3 separate regions of the Sus scrofa genome follow, and regions 1 and 3 are each linked to region 2. The links are chromatin contacts, called in public Hi-C and HiChIP or PLAC-seq maps. All regions are on one chromosome and are shown on one strand. The core of a region is the stretch at or near the end of the contact, and the rest is flanking DNA. Distances in the headings are between cores, read along the strand shown.

Evidence for each region. Hi-C and Micro-C count contacts between places; a contact is called where the count stands out from the background. HiChIP or PLAC-seq counts read pairs in DNA pulled down with a chosen protein or histone mark.
Region 1: a contact with region 2 is called in an H3K27ac HiChIP or PLAC-seq map of alveolar macrophages. The contact joins the promoter of SCPEP1 here to the promoter of DGKE in region 2. A contact is called at or near these places in 1 of 5 promoter capture datasets (liver), 3 of 47 Hi-C or Micro-C datasets (heart right ventricle, liver and skeletal muscle) and 1 of 2 datasets of contacts at active chromatin or transcription factors (alveolar macrophages).
Region 3: a Hi-C map of liver shows a contact between it and region 2, with 3 times the contacts expected there. The contact joins the promoter of TRIM25 here to the promoter of DGKE in region 2. A contact is called at or near these places in 2 of 5 promoter capture datasets (fetal liver and liver), 13 of 47 Hi-C or Micro-C datasets (alveolar macrophages, embryonic fibroblasts, heart right ventricle and 6 more) and 2 of 2 datasets of contacts at active chromatin or transcription factors (alveolar macrophages and skeletal muscle).

What each region holds. Positions count from the first base shown.
Region 1 is chr12:33,263,395-33,267,637 of Sscrofa11.1, reverse strand. SCPEP1 (retinoid-inducible serine carboxypeptidase) reads right to left here and starts at 2,129. Exons shown (of 13, transcript XM_005656968.3): 1 at 1,984-2,129. The coding sequence starts at 2,047.
Region 2 is chr12:33,139,513-33,143,593 of Sscrofa11.1, reverse strand. It overlaps DGKE (diacylglycerol kinase epsilon), which reads right to left and starts at 1,387. Exons shown (of 8, transcript NM_001167645.1): 1 at 933-1,387. The coding sequence starts at 1,387.
Region 3 is chr12:33,209,980-33,214,090 of Sscrofa11.1, reverse strand. TRIM25 (E3 ubiquitin/ISG15 ligase TRIM25) reads left to right here and starts at 1,651. Exons shown (of 9, transcript XM_005656971.3): 1 at 1,651-2,354. The coding sequence starts at 1,752. It overlaps LOC110256032 (a long non-coding RNA gene), which reads right to left and starts at 1,599. Exons shown (of 3, transcript XR_002337192.1): 1 at 1,263-1,599; 2 at 1-9.

The sequences.
Region 1 (4,243 bases), core at 880-3,379, 120 kb before region 2:
TGTACAGTAGAAAAAAATAATATATTGGGGAAATAAAAAAAAGAAAAGAAAATACACTTCAAAAAAAAAGAAAAAGGAAATATGAATGCCTGATAAATATGTGAAAGAATGTTTAACATCACTAATAAACACAGAAGTTAAAATTAAAACAATAATGAGATCACTAAAAAAATCTTTGCTTATTTGACAATGCAGGGGTCCCGTGTCCACAAGGAGACAGGAGACGAGCCCTCAGCACTGTCAGCATAATTTCCTGGGAAGGCAATTTGGCAGAAAATTTATCAAAAGCCATATCTAGATTATTTCATCCCACAACTCCAATTTTCCTTAGCTAACTTTTCTAGCACCTGTAAAGCATACATCAGAAAAGAGTAGGTGGGAGTTCCCGTCATGGCGCAGCAGAAATGAATCCGACTAGGAACCATGAGGTTGCAGGTTCCATCCCTGGCCTCGCTCAGTGGGTTAAGGATCCAGCGTTGCCATAAACTGTGGTGTAGGTCACAGACGCAGCTTGGATCTGGCATTGCTGTGGCTGTGGTGTAGGCCTGCAGCAACAGCTCCGATTGGACCCCTAGCCTGGGAACCTCCAAATGTTGCAGGTGTGGCCCTAAAAAAAAAAAAGGACAAAAGACAAAAAACAAACAACAAAAAAAGAGTAGGTGGGACACATTTTTTTCTTTTTTTTTTCTTTTTGGCCACACCTGCAACATATGGACGTTCCAGGGCCAAGGATCAAACCCAAGCCATAGCAGAGACCTGAGCTACTGCAGTGACAATGCCAGACCCTTAACTCACTGCTCCACAAGAGAGCTGTTAAACACATTTTTCTATTTCACTTCTGCTGACTTAACAACTTCCAAGTATCTTTTTTCTCAAAGACTACTCTGTGGGAAAAAAGGCTGATGTCAAAACGTGATGAGAGAGGAACCCTTGGGGACCGGAGTTTTTCTGTCTCTACTTCCTCCTTTTTTGAATTTCATGTTCCCGTGGCAAGCAAAAGGACAAAAACTGGTCCCAAAAAGGAGAGAAGGGAGTAGATGAGGAGACAATACTATTTTGTAACTTGATAAGGATGGACAACCAGAAAGTGGTTGGATGAACAAAACAGAATAGTTAGAATATTTATTACAGATGTGGCTATAAGGTGCTACATACAAGTAACACAAGATTACAGTTCCCTTGATAATGACAAATAAGGCTTGGTCCCTTTTGACCTAACCCCGAGCACTTCTCCCTTTCCTGCCAGTGATCACTGTTAAAATATGGGGGGCGACCTAGTTGCCATTTCCCTGACACAAGCTGAAGGGTCACGAGATCCCCGTTTTACAGAAGGGAAAGCAAGTTAAGCAACTTGCCTAAGATCACAAGGCAAGTTTATGGCCAGAAGGAATTCTCAGTTCTTGATTCAGGCCAGGAGTCATTTTGCTTGCAAAAAAGACTTAAAATCAATGTGCAAGTCATCCTATTTAACACGAATTTGTTTTTGCCAGAAAGAACTGCGGTGAGGGGAGCTATTATCCTGTCTGTTCTGATCAAACAGAGGAAGAAAGTTTAATCTCAGTGAAATGCCCCACTCGTGGTAGGACTTTTCAGGGCCGTTTGGACCATGTGTTTCAGTTCAGTTCAAAGTAAAAAGACCTTATAACCTCATTTATCAGTCAGTCACGACAGGAAAAGGGAGATGGCCTTAAGAGCATGGAAATCGCATTGATCAGCAGCTTCTCCTAATCTTTGAGAAACTGCTTCTACATAGGTGCGGGGGAAAAAAGGAAGCACAGACCACCTAGGGCCAGAAAATAAAGTAGAAAAAGAACTTTGAATGAAAGAAAAAAAAAAAAAGAGTGAAGTTCAAAAGCAAAATAATTATGCAAAGCAGAAACAAGGGGAAAGGAATATGCTTTAAAAAGCACAAATCCACTAAAAGATTCTCATCCCTGGATAGAGGAGGCACCAGCCGCTGATGGACCTTTTGTCCGAACCTACCGGTGCTCAGGCCCAGAAGCAGCAGTAGCAACGGCACGGGACAGCTCCGCTGCGCCAGCTCCATGGCGAATACCGGGCGTCAGCATCAACTACAAGGCTGGACCCTGCGCCCCACCACGTGATCGTGGAGGGCGGGACAAGGCTGGGCGGGGCCTGGGCGGGTGGGCAGGGGCGGGGTCTGGTCTAGGGGCGGGGCTTATGCGGTGACTTGGGCCAGGAGAGTCCCACGTGCCCTCTGCCAAGCGGGCCCACAGGGATCCGTGCAGCGGCGCCGCCTGGATGTTCTTTTTACCTTACCCGTCTTTCTTTGCCGTTTTGAGGACAAGCAGAAAAGAAGAGGTGTTTAATGCATTGATTTGACCTGGGTTGTGTAACAGGAGTGAGACGCTACAGAAAAATTATCAGGAGGACCGTCCTTCCTGCCCCGCCCATCTCTTCCCTCCTCAACAAAAGACCTGGCATTTCAAACTGCTGCATCTGCCCCAAATCAAGTTAAGCCTGATCAACTGGTCATTGGTAACTGGGGGATTCCATTTTCCCAGATTTATTTTTTAAATTGTTTTTCCTATAACATTACATATATTACGGTCATTTTGGAAAATTGGGAAAATTTTAGATCCTACATAACCATTGTCGGCATTTGGGATTATTTTTTGTCTCTAATGTTTTACATCATCATTTGAAATACAATAATAAAATGTTTTATTCTGTTTTTTTTTTCTCGATAAATTGTTATTGGCCTAATTCTGTGTTGTTAACATTACCTTCACAGCCGTCATTTAAAAGTGGGAATTACAGGTTTGGGAAGGAGAAGGGAGGGAAAGGATGGTAGAGATATTTTCATGTGTGTGTGTGTGTGTGTCTAAAGGTCATTTTTATCTTAGGGTGTCCTGAGTAACTTAACCTCAGCTAGGAAGCAAGCAGGGCTGTATGAGGGACAGATTACTTCTAAATACTCTGTTTCAAAAGTGCACAGGACAGAAAAACAAAGGACAGGTGACATCTCTGCCTTTCCCATCCCCCTCCCTAGCCCTCTGCCCCTGCCATCAAAAACAGAGGTTTTTATCTGCAGCCTTGTGAAATGACAGAGCCCTGGGAATGAAGGGGGACGGTGCTGAGATTTGGGCCAGAAAAAAGAAATATGCAACCAGGTTCTCTTAAGCTTTAATGTGGGGTGCTCCTTGAATGCTTACAATCCTATAATGCTGGTATTGGTGATAGCCTCTGGAAAAAACATTTGAGAGATACACTGTATATAAAAGGTACACCCTTAGGCAAACAGAAGTAACTTCGTAACAAACATTAATCTACACTTTTGGTATCTAAAGATTCAAAGTCTTGCGTTGCCAGGGTCTCACATACACATAACTAGTCCATAGTTAGACTTCTAGAGCTTCACTTTTTCACAGCAAAATAACACTATAATACCTATATTTTTTCAGATGGTATTTTTCATACTGGAATTATTTCTCTAAGGTAAAATAGAAGTGATACTATTACATTAACAGGAGTGATACTATTACATTAAAAGCTGCCAAGGTTATTACAGTCTGCCCTTGCTCACTATTCTACATCTGTGATTTGCACATCTGTGAATTCAACCAACAGTAGATCAAAAATATTTGGAAAAAGGGGGGGGGGGGGGGGGGGGGGGGGGGGGGGGGGGGGGGGGGGGTAGGAAAAATATAGAAAAAAAAAAAAAAAAAAAAAAAAAAAAAAAAAAATTCTAGAAAGTTACTAAAAGCAGAACTGGAATTTGCTGCATTCAGGCAGCTATGTACATAGCATTTACATTGCACAGGCATACCTCGGAGATATGGTTTGGTTCCAGACCACCACAATAAAGGGAATATCACAATAAAGAGAGCCACCCAGGTGTTGGGGTTTCCCAGTGCAATAAAAGTTATGCCTACACTATATTATAGTCTATTAAGTGTGCAATAGCATTATGTCTAAAAAAGGCATATGCCTTGGAGTTCCCATCGTGGCTCAGTGGTTAGTGAATCCGACTAGGAACCATGAGGTTGCAGGTTCAATCCCTGGCCTTGCTCAGTGGGTTAAGGATCTGGCGTTGGCCATGAGCTGTGGTGCAGGTTTCAGATGCGGCTTGGATCCCACGTTGCTGTGGCTCTGGCGTAGGCCAGTGGCTTCAGCTCTGGTTCAACCCCTAGCCTGGGAACCTCCATATGCCACGGGAGTGGCCCCAAAATGGCAAAAAGACAAAAAAAAAAAAAAAAAGTACATGCCTTTGAGTTCTTGC
Region 2 (4,081 bases), core at 138-2,637:
TATGTTTAGGGACTTTTCAACTTGTCAGAAACAGGCCAATCACAATGAAGATGTCTAGTCTTAAGGCAGGAGATAAGGCGGGGGGGCTTAGTATTCCTAACCTTGTCCTGGGAGTTAGAAATGCTGGATGCAGTTCTACTTTACCACTGAGTAAAACCCGCTGAACTATAATTCTCTCAAATGTAAAATAAGTTCAAAGAGATAAACTGCAAAGCAGCACCCCCTGCAAAGCAGCACCCCCTTTTATTACCAATCTCTACCATGTGCAAAGGACACCGTCACTTGTTTTCAGACAATGTTTAAGTACCCCAATGTGCTGTCCAGTGTGTATTTAAAAGCTATTAAATTATTCTTGGTTTAAAGTCACTTGTCTAAGATGCTAGTCCTGAAAGACCATCTGGCAAAAGGAATATCACTTTAAGTGTTCTTTTAGAGTACATTTCACTAGGGCACCAAACCTATATTAGATACTTAAAGGGCTGACCTGGAATGAAACTTGTTTTCATTGTACATTCACAATGCAACACACAAGATGAATCAGTCTTGTGACTCTAGTGAAAAGATAATTTGTCCATACTTCATTTTTCCTTATGCAAAATGGAGCCTGAGTCAGTAGTAACAAAAGCTAGGATATAACATACAGTGCCTACAAAGTGGGCAGCACTTAGACTGCCTGGATGAAAGTCAAGAACCAAGTTTTATTTTTACCAAAAACGGCAGGTTGGCTAAGGAGTGTAGCCTAGATGCACCATCTCACAAATGACTTCTGCCAAGCTGCCTCGATCTACAATATCAGGGCTATTTATTAGCTTGTTTCCTCAAAGTGGCCAGTTTAGGCCATTTGTGGAGATCAAAGCAGGCCTCTATGCCCACTCGTAGAATCCTGACCCCACCAAGCATTCTGTAACAATCAGTACCCACAAAGGCCGTACCTGTAATCACAGAGCTTGGGTTGACTGCCGCACTGCTGCTTGCAAACCACACAGTAACTGCACAGGGGGACATTACCCCGGATCCAGTGGTGGTGCATGGCGTCCAGGGCCCTGCTGTCATTCTTGAGCATGATCTCCTTGCAGTGGAAACGCTTGTCGGCCTTCTTGAGGCAGCCCTCGTCCACGCGCAGCCCGCAGCAGTCGCAGAAGGCGCCCTGCAGGATGTGCTGCGCGCACACACAGCAGTAGGTGGGATGGCTGAACAGGTCCGTGTCGCGCCACCCGTGCTTACTCTTGCGGAAGATGTCCCTGCGGTGCAGCTGCCGGCGCGATCGCTGGAGGCTGCACCAGAAAGTGATGAACACCGGCAGCAACACCGAGCACAGCGTGTACAGGACCAGGTGCCCGTCCGCGAACAGGCCCTGGTAGGGCGCCGGCCGCTGCTCCCCTTCCATCTTCTCCAAGGTCGATTTCTAACTAGAAGAAACACGGGCAGGTCCACTTTGGGATCGCTGACCCCGTCCTCCTCTCTTCCCTGCCTTTTAGGGGATCCTGAGGTCGCCGTCTGTCCAGGTGGTTTCGCTCTAAGGAGCGGCACGCGCACCTTCTTCTCCGCAGGGCAACCCCAGAGGCTCCGGGTCGCCGGGCCGCGGACCTGCCGCGCAGAGGGGGTGGCACCCAGCGCTTGTCACGCTTCGTCCCCTCCCTCCCCCTCGGCCCCGGCCGCCGCCTCCTCACCTCCCCCGGCACCGGAAAGGGCGCAATCACAACATATGGGGAGCTCCGCACGGAGGAGCTGGCGTGAAGCTCTGGGCTTTGGGCGCGACGGCACGCGTGGGCCGCGCGGCGCCGGCCAGCTTCTGTAACGGTTAGTCCAGGCCTGCTCGCCTCTCCCCGGCGCCGGGAAGCAAACAGACATCTCCGACCGCTTCGGGCCGGGCACCGCCTCCCGCCCGCCAGCCCCTGCCCACCGCCCAGTCCCGCCCATCTCGCGAGGCCTCGGGGACCAGGGCCTCCGCCGCGCCCGCCCCTCCGGCCCTACCTCGTCTCGGGTAGTCGCGCGGCCCGTGGGCCAGGCCTCGGGCCTTCCTTCCGTCCTAGCGGCTCCGCTAGACCTGCCAGGCTTAGGGACCGACGTCAATGAAGAGGCCGGCCCCACTGTGGCGGCGGGCGGGGGCGGGGCCTGCGGCGAGAGCTCCGGGGCTCAGCGGAGGTGGGAGGTGCGAAGAAAAGGCTGAGGGGCCGTAGGGGGCGGGGCCTTGGGGAGAGGGAGGAGCTTGAGCGAGAGGGGCGGATCTGTGGGCGTGGCTTAGGTAGAACTGTGGGCTGGGTAACAATAAGGTGGGAATGCCAGAGCTGATGGTGAGTTGAGATCTCTAAGTCTAATCATAGAATGTTCTAACATGAATGATATACACAGGAGGAGTTAAGTTTGCATAAGCCCTTCTCCTTACTGCCTGGGAGAGGTGGAGCTGGTACGGTTTTAAACATTGAAAAGGAGAAAACTGGAAGTTTCGAGAGTTTGATATCTTGATAGAATGGGACAATCCCAGGCAAAAAATTGATAGCTGTCACCTCCGCTCTCGCTAGTTACTTATTAAACACATAATATCTGAGGACTTACTGTGTGCCAAGTACTTGCGAGAAGCCCCAGCTCTCCCAGAGCGGCAGGCCTGTTGAAACATGCCTACAGGAAGAATTTTTTGGCGCCATTCGTAATGGCTTACTGCATCCCAGCTTCCATTTCTGCACTTACTAGGCGCCTTGCTAAATTTATCACCCCCCTTTTATGGATGAGGCAAACCGAGTACAGAGAGGTTGAGAAACATGCTTGATGTCACAAAGTCAATGTTGGGACTCAGAGCCCTTTATTTAACTTAATCATCCAAGTTAGCTTGAATCTAAACCATCAAAGAGAGATTTTTCTCTTGTTTTGTTACTTTTCTAAGAAACTTTCCCTGGAGATTTAGTTAAAATGCAGATTCTGATTCCCCTTTTCAGGAAGAGGCCTGAGAGTCTGCATTTCCTCCCTCCCCCCCCTTCTCTCCCCCTCTTTCTTTGCCGTGACCGTGCAGGCAGAAGTTCCCAGCCAAGGATGGAAACTGAGCCACAGCAGTGACAATGCCAAATCCTTAACTGCTAGACCACCAGGGAACTCCCAGAAAGTCTGCATTTCTAGTAACTGGGCAAGGGATGCTGATGCTAATAGTCCCCATGACATATTTTGAGCAGCAATGTTGAAATATTAGACAATCTAGATTGTGAAGGTCGGTGGAGGAGGGCATGTGGTGAAATTGGACGAGCCTTAAATGGCTTTGAGAGGATGGCCAGGATCAGACCCCTGCCCTCCCACATCTAACTGAGTCTCATGTGCAGGTCAGGTCATCTCTCTGGGCCTCAAGACCCTCACCTGTCACATGGTATGGTTGGATGAGATTTCTTTTTTTTTTTTTTTTTTGGTCTTTTTGCTATTTCTTTGGGCCACTTCTGCGACATATGGAGTTTCCCAGGCTAGGGGTCTAATCAGAGCTGTAGCCACTGGCCTACGCCAGAGCCATAGCAACTCGGGATCCGAGCCAGTCTGCAACCTACACCACAGCTCACGGCAACGACGGATTGTTAACCCACTGAGCAAGGGCAGGGACCGAACCCGCAACCTCATGGTTCCTAGTCGGATTCGTTAACCACTGCGCCACGACGGGAACTCTGGATGAGATTTCTAAAGCTTCCCTTCTGCTCTGTTAGCCTGCACATGTATGGAAATGTCTTCACCTTTATTTATTTATTTTTTTTGTATTTTTAGGGCCACACCCATGGCATATGGAGGTTCCCAGGCTAGGGCTCCAATCGGAGCTTTAGCTGCCAGCCTACACAACAGCCACAGCAATGCCAGATCCGACCTGCATCTGCGACCTACACCACAGCTCATGGCAACGATGGTCCTTCACCCACTGAGTAAGGCCAGGGATTGAACCCGTGTCCTCATGGATGTTGGTCAGATTCATTTCTGCTGAGCCACCATGGGAACTCCTCTTCGTCTTTTACCAATCCTAGCTGAGGCTGAGCCCTTGTTAGCTTAGACTTGGAAAAGTAACAAAATATGCTTTTAAATATAAGTAAATATTATGTTTATAAAAAGGTGTATTATA
Region 3 (4,111 bases), core at 402-2,901, 70 kb before region 2:
ATTTTCCATCTTAATTGATTACAACAGCAAAACTATTTTCAAATAGGGTCATATTTACAGATACCAGGGGTTAGGACTTGAACATATATTTTGGGAGGATACAATTCAGGGCATAATAGTGCCTAATAACAAAGCTTATAATACTTGGGGAGGGGGCACAAATACAAAGTGAGAAGGAGACAAGCTGTTATCATATCGGAGATATTAACATCCTGTCAGTCTCAACCTATTTCAAAAGACAAACATCTTAGGTCGTAGAGCTGGCTCAAATAGAATTGTGTTAGAAATCAGTAACAGTAAGATACCCAGGAAAGTGTTAAATATTTGGAAATGAAGCCATCTCCTTATAAGTAATTACAAATAAATAACAAAGGAAATTAGAAAATATTTTGAGTGGGAGTTCCCGTCGTGGCACAGTGGTTAACAAACCCGACTAGGAACCATGAGGTTGAGGGTTCGATCCCTGGCTTTGCTCAGTGGGTTAAGGATCCAGCCTTGCCGTGAGCTGTGGTGTAGGTTGCAGACGCGTCTCGGATCCCGCGTTGCTGTGGCTCTGGCGGAGGCAGAGGCTACGGCTCCGATTCGACCCCTAGCCTGGGTGGGAATCTCCACATGCCTCGGGAGCAGCCCTAGAAAAGGCAAAAAAAAAAAAAAAAAAAAAAAAAAAAATATTTTGAGTGAAATGATAATGAAAACACATATATCAAAACTTGTGGATGGAGTTCCTGGGTGGTGCAGCAGGGTAAAGATCTGGCGTTGTCAGAGCTGTGGTGCAGATTCAGTCCCTGGCGCTGTAACTTCTGCAGGCCAAGGGAGATTGACAATCTAGATTTATAGTTGTAAACATTTATATTAGAAAAGAAAAAAGTTTAACAGCAGCGATCCAATGTGCCAACTTAACGAATTTGAAAAAGAGCAAATTAAACCAAAAGTAAATAGAAGGAAATAAGAGACATGAGAAGAAATCAATGAAAAAAAGAGCAGAGAAGCCAAAAGTTGGATTTTTGGAAAAAATTAATAAAATCCATAAAATCTATTAGATGGCTTAAGAAAAGAAGGGAAACCCAGATTACTTAGATCAGGAATGAGAGAGCGGTGATTACTACAGATTCTACTGACATTACCCCCGGGTGTGACCCTGCCTGCAGAGATTGAAGGCCGATATGCCAGAGCCCAGGACCAGGGAAGAGGAAGGATGGGGTTTTTTTAAATAAGAAAAGGCAGCGAATACTTTACTGTTCCCACAGTTATTTTTGAAAGACCTGTCTTGATGAGACAGCCTTGCTCGCGGGGGCGGTGGGACAACTTGGGTCTGGACGAGTTTTCGGAAGGAACGGATCAGATCCAGGCGCGTTTGTGCTGTAGTCAGTCCCCTGACTGCTGGGATCCCGGGTTCTCCACGCAACGTGTCAGTTTTCTCATCCGCAGAGGGGCCGTAAGATCCCCCCTGGTGGTCCAGAGTCTCGTCTGAAACCCTGAGCCCAGCGCCCCGTACCCACACTCCGCGGGAGCCACCGGGATTCGAACGTCGCCAGTCGGACCTCAGCGACCCCTGGACCCCGCCCGCCCCGGGACCCCATGGGGCCCGTTCCACCTCCGCGCTCAACCCCACCCTACCCCACGTGACTTCCTGAAAGGCCGGGGGACCGCCCCTCCTGCAGCTCAGTTTCGTTTCCTTGGAGGCATCGGGGCGATAGCGCAGCAGTCGCGGCAGTTCCCGCGCGTCACGTCGGGTCCCCTCACGGAGCGCCATGGCGGAACTGTGCCCCCTGGCCGAGGAGCTGTCATGCTCCATCTGCCTGGAGCCCTTCAAGGTGCCGGTCACCACGCCGTGCGGCCACAACTTCTGCGGGTTGTGCCTGGATGAGACGTGGGCCGTCCAGGGCCCGCCGTACCTGTGCCCGCAGTGTCGCACGGGCTACGAGACGCGGCCGCAGCTGCGCAAGAACACCGTTTTGTGCGCGGTGGTGGAGCAGTTCCTGCAGGCCGAGCAAGCCCGGCCCGCGGTCCTCGACAGCGATGGCTGGACGCCGCCCGCCCGCGCCGCCGCCTCCAGCCCGGCCGGCCAAGTGGCCTGTGACCACTGCCTACAGGCGACCGCCGTCAAGACTTGTCTCGTGTGCATGGCCTCCTTCTGCCAGGAACACCTGAGGCCGCACCTCGACAGCCCCGCCTTCCGGGACCACCCGCTGCAGCCGCCAGTCCGAGACCTGATGCGCCGCAAGTGCCCCCAGCACAACCGGCTTCGAGACTTCTTCTGCCCTGAGCACAGCGAGTGCATCTGCCACGTCTGCCTGGTGGAGCACAAGACCTGCTCGCCTGCACCCCTGAGCCAGGCCAGCACCGACCTGGAGGTAGGAGTGGTGGCCCAGGGCACAGAGGGGCAGCCTGGGGCTACTGGGTTGTGCAGAGGGCACCACAGTGGGCTACCTTGGATCACCCCGGGGCGAGGGAGGGGCCTTGCTGGGCCTGAGATGGGGCAGGGGCTTGGGGGTTTCAGGGTAGAAAGGGGCTGGGAGAAGGTACAAACTTCCTCTCATTCCGGGTTCACCTCCCCTATGCCCACCCCACTCACCCATTTTACAAAGGGAACCACTGAAGACTCATGCTTGCCTTAAGCCTAGCACTTGTCTGATGATGTTTAGAAGAGGGTTTTGAAGGTCAGATATAGTGCTGGAGGTTACCTCTGTTCTCTCAATAAATCCTGATAGCACCTGGGAGGTGGGTACCATGAGTTCCATTTTACAGCTGAGGAAGTGGAGGTTCAGAGAAGGTCATTTAGCCTGAGCTAACCCAAGTGGCCAAGGGGGAATTGAGCTGCCATCTGGGCTGCCTCCACAGTTGCCTTTTCTCCCCATGGACCAGCCTCAAAACCAAGTCCGCAACATTCAGAGTGTGAGACACTTCTGGAGGTTTGTTGGGGGTCATGTGCGAAAAAGCCTTTGGTGAGCCAGAGACTTCTAGTGACCAGGGAGGATCGTGTTGAGTGGAAGGGTGGGCAGCGTCCCAGGAATTCTTGGATATGATGCACAGGGAGAGCCAGACTCTTGCGCCATAGAGCCCTCTCTCCTGCCTGGCCACTTTTCAGTCCGGGATTGGTCTTCATTCCTAAAGCGAGGAGGTGGGGCCAGGTGGATTCTTAAGAGGGCTTTTGGATCTGTGATGCTTTCAGTGGTTTTGGGATCATAATTTCTCCCTGTGGACTCAAGGCAGAGGCTGAAAAGGTGTAGGCAAAGTTTTGTTATCTAAGCTCAAAAGTGAGGCCTGATTTCCTTTCTCTCATGAGGACTTGTTAAGGGGAGCAAGAAGGGCTGTCCTTATGCTGGCAAAGGAGATATAAGCCCTGTGGCACCAGGACCTGGGTGCAGGCCTTGCTCCCAACTGGCCACAGCCCACCCCTGGCCTGGTCTGCTTCTCCAGTCTGCCCTGGGTTCCTGTGGACTTTCTCCCTGAGTCCCAGGAACCAGGCCTCAGGCAGTGCCTGGCCGGTGACTTTGGAGGTACAGTCATCTCAGGTCTGGCCCACCCAGGTCTCCACCTGCTGCAGGGAAGACCCTGGCTGGTCTTTGGAGCCTGGAGCCCTGCTCTGCCCTGCTAGCGGTGGTTCAGGGCAAGTCCCTGTCGTTCTCTGAGCCTCAGTTTCTTCATCTGTAAAATGGGATTCCTAGCATTCCCTCCCCTGTTTTGGGTCGTCTTGAGCTGTGTGGGAAGTGCTTTGTAGGCAGGCCCTACGGGTCAGGCTGCTTAACATGGGCTGTGACCAGAGCTGGATGTTGAGACCTGGGTTTGGATTCTGGCTCTGCTTCCTAGCTGGGAACTCATAAAAGGGGCCAATAGCAATACCTATCTCAGAAGGCTACCGGGAGGATTGAATGAGGCGACCCATAAGCTGCGTTTTACAGTGAATGCTTTGTAGAGCTGCCGTTATCGTTTAAGCTGCTCAGAAATGCCCGGAAGAGAGTTTGCTGTGTGGACGGTGTCAGGCTGCCTGGATCCTCTTTGCCTCAGGGTGTGTGAGCCTGAGTTCTAGGGCAACCCGGCTCCTGTGGAGTGGCCTTCTAGGAAGTTCCGGTCATGGCTTAGCAGTAACGAATCCAGCTAGTATCCATGA